Regions from separate parts of the Zea mays genome. Here regions 2 and 3 are each linked to region 1. The links are chromatin contacts, called in public Hi-C maps. All regions are on one chromosome and are shown on one strand. Each heading gives the region's core, a stretch centred on a gene start, on an enhancer-like site or on the middle of the called end of the contact. The rest is flanking DNA. Distances are from core to core; before and after follow the strand shown. Region 1 holds the start of LOC100281481. Region 2 holds the start of LOC109943429 (zinc finger BED domain-containing protein DAYSLEEPER-like). Region 3 holds the start of LOC100282975.

Region 1 (2,700 bases), core at 59-2,558:
GATGAACCTCGAAGCATGGAGACCTCAACCAAACCTCCGCCCCACGCAGGACCACGGTCGTGTCAACCAGGCCCAGGGCTATACTGGCACATGTGACCTAGCCGACTAAGACAACACCCTTGGCACGACGGACTCCATTGTCCATGTTACCCACCTGGGAGTGGACCCAGATCACTCGGAGAAAAGGAGCGGAAAGCCTTAGCACCACCATAGCCGTGGGAGCAAAACCGAAGACTATCCCGCACGTCCCACCCGCATGGGAGACGACCGGATCACGAGAGGCGACTCCAAGCTCTTACTTCCCAGATGTCCTCTTTATCCAGGGAAGAATAGAGGACACTCCCATCTTCGACGATGAGGCCACCGTACCGGAGGAGGAGCCCTCGTAGTGTGAGGCGCATCAACGTCGGAACAGGCACCAGAACGTTCGACGTCATCACAAGGTTGAAGAGCAGGACCCCGCTCAACCCGTATCTCGAGACGAGGCATCCGAAGCAGGAGAAACTCCTGACGACAGGGCGCTCCGCGAACACCGAAACTCTCGATGCTGTGATCGCCATTAGCCTGTCATGCCCAGGAGCGCGAGCGGGAACGAGCGGAGCACGATGCCAGACACTAGCGCGACAATCCACTCCTTCCCCGGAACCTGCTACCCGACTTCGCTCGAGCCTTACACACGCCGAGTGAAAGTTGACGGAGTTCCGGCTCAAATCGCCAACGGCCTGCCCCATACTCCAGACGCGGAGGGCTACCGACAGATCCTTACCCAGGCGGCAAACCATCTTCTTTCCCCACTCATCCGGGTCCAGACATACGCCACATCATCAACAATTGGCGAGACGCGCGAAGCAACATCAATGTTTCGCGCGATGTTGGCATGAAAACGAGATAAGACGGTAGGAAGAATACGATCACGATCACAGCGTGACCAGCACGGTCGCGCGGCAAGGATGAAATCTGCAGCGGCCTCTACAAACAGCCCAGCACCAGACATATCGGTTTGGTAGAGGCTACGTAACCCTCAACCTCAGTCACCTCCCAGGACCGCCATCGCGACTGTTCAGCACATTGTGGTTTTTAATTTAACCAGGGACCTCGGGGGACCGCCATCTCGACCCATAACAGGCCTTAAAAAATTGAGATAATTGAGCTGCTGGCTGCTGCTCAGCACAGTGGCTTGCGAATGCGAAGCTGCAGCTGCATGCTGCAAAACCAAAAACCGGGAACGCGAATGGTACGAGGCCACGGGGAGGGTGAAAATGAACAGAGACGCATGACTGGAAAGGGTGGCTTTTGCTGACTTTCGTTTTACGCCAGCGAGTGAAGAACTACTTCCTCCCTCCCTTCTGCCTTCTCCCCTGCCCCCTCTCTCATCACTCTCAGATCTCTCCCTCCCCCTCCCTCCTTCCCTTCATCTCTCTGAATTCTGCACACCTCGCCGTCCACGCATTCCGCGCTCGCCCTCGCGGATCCGGCAGCCCTTTCTTCGCCGTCGTTCTTGCCTCCGCTGTCCTGCTCTCCTGGAGGCTGCTGTTGGGTCACCAGTGGCTGGACTCGACCCCGCGGCCTCCGGGGGGTGGGTTCGCTGGATGGTTATCGCCTCCTGATCCATCCGGACCCCGGATCCTCTGCAAAGGCACCGCCTTTGTGGGTTGGGTTCTCTGCGCCCATGCAGAAGGGTTTGGCGCGTCGGCGGTGAGGCAGGGCTCTGGTTTAGTTCTTGCGTTGGACTAGTCCGGAGATGCTTCGTGGAACGGGGTACGGGGGCGGCGATGCGCGGAGGCGGGCACTGCGCTCGTCGCGGCGGCATCTGCCGGGGTGGATCTGGTGGCTTCTCGGGATCTTCCTCCTCGTCGGGCTCATGCTCTTCGTCCTGCACCACAACCAAAAGGAGCAGTTCCGGCCGCCCGTCGTGGTGAGTGTGGCAGACCTGGTCTTGTGTAGCTTTCAGATTGCTCAATTCGGCGAGATCTTCCGAAAGATCCCTGCTTTGCTGTTATTGATGAAGAATTGTGAGAAATTAGGTGTCTCTATTTATGTTCTTGTCACCTGCTTCTGCTACGTGGATCTCGATTAGCACTATGATTTGGTGATCTTTTAAGTGTACGCGAGAATGCTCATGCTTTCATGTTGTTGACCTGTATTTACACGCACTGAATGTTATCTATGTTTGTAGAGCACGAGGTTTTGACATTATGTGCAGAGTATGGCTGGGTGGTAGGCTCTTGAGTATCAGAGTACAATTTTTTGCCCTAGATCTTTATTGCCATATTTCAGTATTGGATCCTTTGAAGGTTAGTATGGAGTCATCCACTTTGCCATTTTATGGAAATTTTAGTTACCACATACTATTTCGTTGATGGTAGAAAGTGTTTGTAGTTTATCATGATTGGTTGTTAGAAATGGCAAACATGGTATGTGATTCTAGGAGTTGGTGTGTCATGATATGTGATAGTCTGTCCCTGTACTTTTTTGGTGATCCGTTCAAGTACTTAGTTAGGGTGTCGTTCTCACAAGGTGGTTTCACATCCTATCTGTTAATAACAAATACTATCCACACACTAGGAAGATGAGTGTTTTCTTTTCATCCGGGGTGGACATGTACTGGAGAAATTTAATCTGTATTATACATTAATATTCAGTACTATGTGTGGTGTTGTGCTTTGATAACCTCAAGTGATTATTCAAGGCCTTCTTGTT
Region 2 (2,700 bases), core at 154-2,653, 350 kb before region 1:
AACCCTGAACCTCGCCGTAAGCCCACTTTATGGGACCCACCAGGTACAACAATGTTGTCACCGGGCAAGCAATAGTGATGGAGAGCGAACGGGGCAGAACGTCGTATCGGGAGCATGGTAGCGCACACCTCGCAGACGACACCAAGAGGGCTAGAGCGACCCAGGGGCAACAAGCCGAGGACTCCCTAGTTGAATATAAGTCCCAACTGTAAAGTCCACCCTTGAGATAGAAAAGGGTGGAACAATCTCCCTTCTACACATAAGCACATTGGTTGTTACATGCTCCTGGGCAATACAACTATTAGCACTATAGTGGACTAGGGCCTCGGCCTTAACCAGTAAAACCTTGTGTCTTAGTTCCTAGCTCGGATCCTCGTGATCCACCATTTAGAGTAAGTTCGCACTTGCATCCCCCACCGAACACAAATCTAATGTCACCGGTTTCTGAAACCACGACAGTTGACATGCCAGATAGGGGCTGCAAGCGTGCCAAAGCGACTTTTTTCACTCTGATGGCCAGCTATTTAGCGTTTGCCGGGGGCAAGACTTTCGCTCCCGGGAACCAGATCAACTTCGGCTCCCTCGACTTTCTCGCCCAAGAGACCAGTGAACTCCGCCTCGTTAGCCACAATGTGGCCAATGCCATATGCCCGGGGCCTAATCATTCCACCCGGACCAAGGCATAAAAATGACGCATCAAAAGGTGCGCCGCCGCCCTCAAGCAGCGGCGCCTCAACGCATTGCCGCTGCCGCTAAGCGGCAGACGGAAGCAATCCCACCATCAGCCATTATGCCCATCGTCAGTCGCCAACCTGCATCCATCCTCGACCTCCTCAAGGGCGACTAAAGCAGTGCCTCGACGGACCCTAGCTTGGACTCCGACGAGGCACAAAAAAGAGCCTGCTTCGTGGCCATGCCACCATGAGGCTACAATGGAGGGAGAGACTTGGAATCCCCCAACCAAGAAGAAGAATACCAGCGCCAGTGTCAAGCACACATCCTCGCCTGCAAGGCTGTCCTCTGACAGCAGGAGGAGGAGCTTGACGCACTTGTCGAGAGGTGAACGGGTCGTGCCTTCTCATAGTGTTGTGGCCTGTCTCCAAACAGCATCCTCACCCACGCTAGGCCGAGTTGCTGTACACCCGACCGGGCCACCGTGGAGCTAGGCCTGGGCATAAAACCCGATACCCGAATCCCGAACCCGAAAAACCCGAACCCGATAAGCCCGAACCCTAAAAACCCGAAATCTAATTTGGGTATAACCTCCCGGTACCCAAAATTTTATAGCAAATTTCGGGTTCAATTAACCGGTACCCGAATAGTTAACCGGTACCCGAATAAAACACTAGGCCTACCGACGCGTACATGCCCATTAGGTCTGGTGGGCTGCGGCTGCTCCATCTCCAATTCTCCATCCAACATGGCAACATCCCAGGCTGGTAGCACCATAGCAGCAGGCCAGCAGCCGCGTGTCCACATCCTAGGCTCCCAGCAGCCGCTGCCGTAACCTAGCAGCCGCCGTCGTCCACATCCCAGCAGCCGCTGCCGCCTGCCGTCTAACCTAGCAGCCGAGCGCCCGAGCGTGCCGAGTTGCCATCGACCGTCGCCCGTCGAACCGCACCGAGCGCCTAGCAGGCTAGCAGCAGGCAGTAGCCGCCAGCCCGCCATCCATCACCAGTTCCCCACTGCTCCGCGTTGTCCTGCCAGGCTGCCACTGTCGAGTGCCGACCACATCCCAGCCGTGGAGGCGCCCAGGCCGTGAGCCGCGGAGCACGGTGCACGACTGCACGCCCGGCCGCCCGCGACCTGTGCTCGCCTGCACCACCAATTATTTGAAGCCAACATTGAAGAACGGCACCAACATCAGAGGAATCTTGCAACATATGTGCTAAGTGCTCAGTGCTTATTTTTTGTTCTAGCAGATTTGATTAGTAGAAACAAGTCTTGGTCACGCAACAAGCATATGTGCAGTAACACAACAAACATAGAACTAGCGCAATTAGCACTACCTTTGCTTGTCATTTAGTATCTAATTTTCCTACTGAGTATGACAACAGATAAAAAACAGCTCGGGCACAATGAATATGTGCAGTATCCAACAATGAAGATTATTATTTCTTTAATAATAATTTTCCTACCTTTGTTCTAGCAGATTTCTTACTATGTGTTTCCTTTTTAATACTCCCTTCGTCCCAGTATATAAGGCGTAACCACCTCTGGTTCAAAGACCAAGAAATGCATTTAATTGTCTCTATATCACTGCATCGATATACGTATGCATAGAGAGAGCACGCCTTATATTGTGGGACAAGAATAAAAAGTGGTTACGCCTTATATCCTGAGACGGAGGGAGTAGATGCCTGAACCTGAAGACATATTGGACAAGGGCATGGAATCAGTGGGCACTGGCACTCTAGAAAATGATGAGACACAAACACAACCATCACAATCACAAGGGGCTACTGATCAAGAGGTGGTTGACCTTGACAAGAATTGTGCACAACATGAAAGGAAGAAGATGGCACCAAGATCAGATGTGTGGAACCATTTCACCAAGATCAAAGATGATAAAGGCATTATGATAGCTGCAAAATGCAAGTATTGCCATCGCAACATGAAATCGGACTCCAAGGGACATAGTACATCTGCCTTGAAGAGACACCTTCAAAGTTGCAAGCACAATCCTAACAAGTTTGAAAA
Region 3 (2,700 bases), core at 191-2,690, 470 kb before region 1:
CAAGAATATCATTTTGAGGTACTAAACGAAGGGTGAAGGACGAGCAACAACTTGGTGGCTGATGATCCTAGTTGAGGCACTATTCAAGTGATGGTTGTTCATGTCGAAGATCAAATCAAATGTTCAAAGTGACTTGAAGCCTTCGGCATAATCCACTTGCTCAAGATGAACAAGCTCAAGAAGTTGAAGTGATGAATACGCTCAACCATGCAATGATCAAAGTGGCAATCAAGTTTGAATCGAAGAAAAGCTCAAATTGGAAGTTCAAATCTTATTGTTTATTTAAGTGAAGTTTTGCCACACTATCAAGAGTTTTGCTTCACTAAAGTGTGAGACAAATGAAGATGCTCAAGAAAACCTACAGAGAAACCTAAGGGTCCGAAAGAAGAAAGGGTGAGAATGGAACAAACTCTCAAGCCGATATGTTGTTCAGGTTGGGTTGGCAAGCCAACAAAGCCGATATGTTGCCCAGGTTGGGTTGGCAAGCCAACCAAGCCGGTATGCTAGCTAGTACGGGCCTAGGGGATGGCTAGGTTGGTTTTGGAAATATGGCCAAGCCAACTTCCAATCTTGGCTAGACCAAGTTTGTTGTGCTAACTCAAATGGCTAGCTGAGCTTGGTGGCTAAATACACTTCCACTTCCAAGGCTATTGGTGCACCCCATTCCTCACCCACGACAAGATATCATGTGGGCACTCTCCTCCCTCTTTTTGAGTGTTTGATTAGACAAAGGTCAATCCTTGATTAGAGAGTGATCCAAGCATTGTGAGAGTTTTCTCATTCCTAGTCACTTGAGAAGCATTGTGGATATAGTCTTTAGCTGTGTAATTAATTAGTTTTATAATTACACTATATTTAATACTCGTAAAGTCGTAATAGGTATTCAAACATCTGACGTGGCACAAACTAAACTTTAGTCGCTAGAACCAAACACCCCCCTTTAGTCTTTTTTTGATCAAATGTAGGGCTAAAAAAATCTGTATGGATTTGGCTTTGTGCCGTTATAGAGTCCTTTTTTGTTATCTAAATTTTGCTAATATAAACTAATGGGTAACTTATGTCCAATTTAACAATTTATACCTACTTTTGTTTATTCAATCTGACCGGACTATGTTTTTTTTTTCGGAACATGCAGTTCTTTTCTACCAAAATCCCGCAAAATCTTTTGAACACGCAATCCTTTTAATTTCCCAACCCCTACAGAAATAGGAACTGGTTCTTTACAGAACTCCTGTTAAAGTTCGTACTGTTTGTTTCACAAACCCTACAGAAATACTACGACAATAGTATTCTGAATGACACTTGGAAATCAAGTGCAGCGTTCAGCCATCCATCGCAGTCCAGCGAGGCGAGATGAGGAGCTCCTTCTAGAGAATCCTGTGCCCTGTGATGAGTGGGGGGATAAGGATCAGCGCACCCGCACGTACGGGTGCAGCGGCAGGTAGGACCCCCAGCCTAGAGTTCCTTCTTTACTCCCACTCCCCAGGGTCAGGCAGGCAGGGAGCAGCCACAGCCTGCTAGGGAGAGACGCAGACGGCACATGAAAACTACAAGAAATCCGCTGCGAAACTCCGGATTAAAAATAAGGTTCGTCCTCTTGCACTCCCTGATGTCACCTGCTGCCTCTCTCCAATTCTTTCTTCTTCTCTCCATGTAAAATTATGTCCAAACCCACCCTACTCCCGCGAGCGCATTTATAAAATAAAGGGCACTGATGCCTGCTGTCTTGTTCTGCCCCCCTGTTTTCCTTTTATTCTGCTCCGCTCTGTTCTCCTGCGGGCCTGGCTGCGCCGGGGAGGCAAATGCTTAGCACAGGTAGGGTTCTTGGGGTTCTTTTCGTCTCTAGCTGTGATCTTCGAACTGCTTCTTGATCTGGGCGGAAGAACCAAGAAATACTCACAATTGCGTTCTTGCCTGCTGCTGCATTGTTTCCTAGACTTTGTGGTTAAACTGCTGGGGGGTTGGAGATAATGCTGGTTGATCAGTGTATGTTTACTTATCGATTGAAGGTTTCTTTGTTTGGGGAACGCTGTGCTGGAGATTTCAACTCGTCCGTGTTGTGTCAGCTCGATCGTTTCATCCGTCTGTGCTCATTCTTCTCTTTGAAGCGATGGCGATTGCAGGCCCAGCGTTTCTCATTTTACCTTCGTTGTTTTGTTTCCATGCCACATGTACTGTGCCAGTGCTAAAGTGGATGGAATTTTCTTTGCTCACGGGTTCTCAGCTTTTGGGCCCTGCCCCTTTGGAATTTGGATGCTTTTGCTGTGATTCCGAGAACGAAAAGTTTGTAATCTTTGAATTGGTTTTGGCGCAAATGATGGCCGGCTGCTAGAGCTTGCAGGCTTGCAGCCTTGCACTGTCAGCTTCCCTTTCCCTTGGCTCCCTGCCTTTCCATTCCGGTCCTGCTCTGCTTTTCACCTTCACTGGCATGAGTTAAACGATAAAGAAGATTCCTTTTTCTTTAACATTCTACTTGCTCAGAAGAGAGTACATTTTTTTTATATTACTAGATCTGCCTTCTTGTTTCTTATATCCTTGAGTATTTAAAGGTTTTCCCCATATCTGGACTTTAAGCAGCCTGATCTGCTTTTTTTAGTGGTATGACTATGAGTTGTACTTGCCTTAGTCTCCACCCAGGCTGTATTGTTGTTCATTCTACAGAATTGAGGTGTGAATTTTGTTTGAGATATTTCTACAACA

What was found. Hi-C and Micro-C count contacts between places; a contact is called where the count stands out from the background.
Region 2: a Hi-C map of leaf shows a contact between it and region 1, with 7 times the contacts expected there. The contact joins the promoter of LOC109943429 here to the promoter of LOC100281481 in region 1. A contact is called at or near these places in 2 of 25 Hi-C or Micro-C datasets (both in leaf).
Region 3: a contact with region 1 is called in a Hi-C map of leaf, with 2.8 times the contacts expected there. The contact joins the promoter of LOC100282975 here to the promoter of LOC100281481 in region 1. A contact is called at or near these places in 3 of 25 Hi-C or Micro-C datasets (bundle sheath, leaf and tassel).

The regions. Positions count from the first base shown.
Region 1 is chr1:73,425,372-73,428,071 of Zm-B73-REFERENCE-NAM-5.0, reverse strand. It overlaps LOC100281481, which reads left to right and starts at 1,308. Exons shown (of 2, transcript NM_001154399.1): 1 at 1,308-1,915. The coding sequence starts at 1,742.
Region 2 is chr1:73,778,634-73,781,333 of Zm-B73-REFERENCE-NAM-5.0, reverse strand. LOC109943429 (zinc finger BED domain-containing protein DAYSLEEPER-like) reads left to right here and starts at 1,403. Exons shown (of 2, transcript XM_023301290.1): 1 at 1,403-2,700.
Region 3 is chr1:73,897,203-73,899,902 of Zm-B73-REFERENCE-NAM-5.0, reverse strand. LOC100282975 reads left to right here and starts at 1,440. Exons shown (of 4, transcript NM_001412253.1): 1 at 1,440-1,587.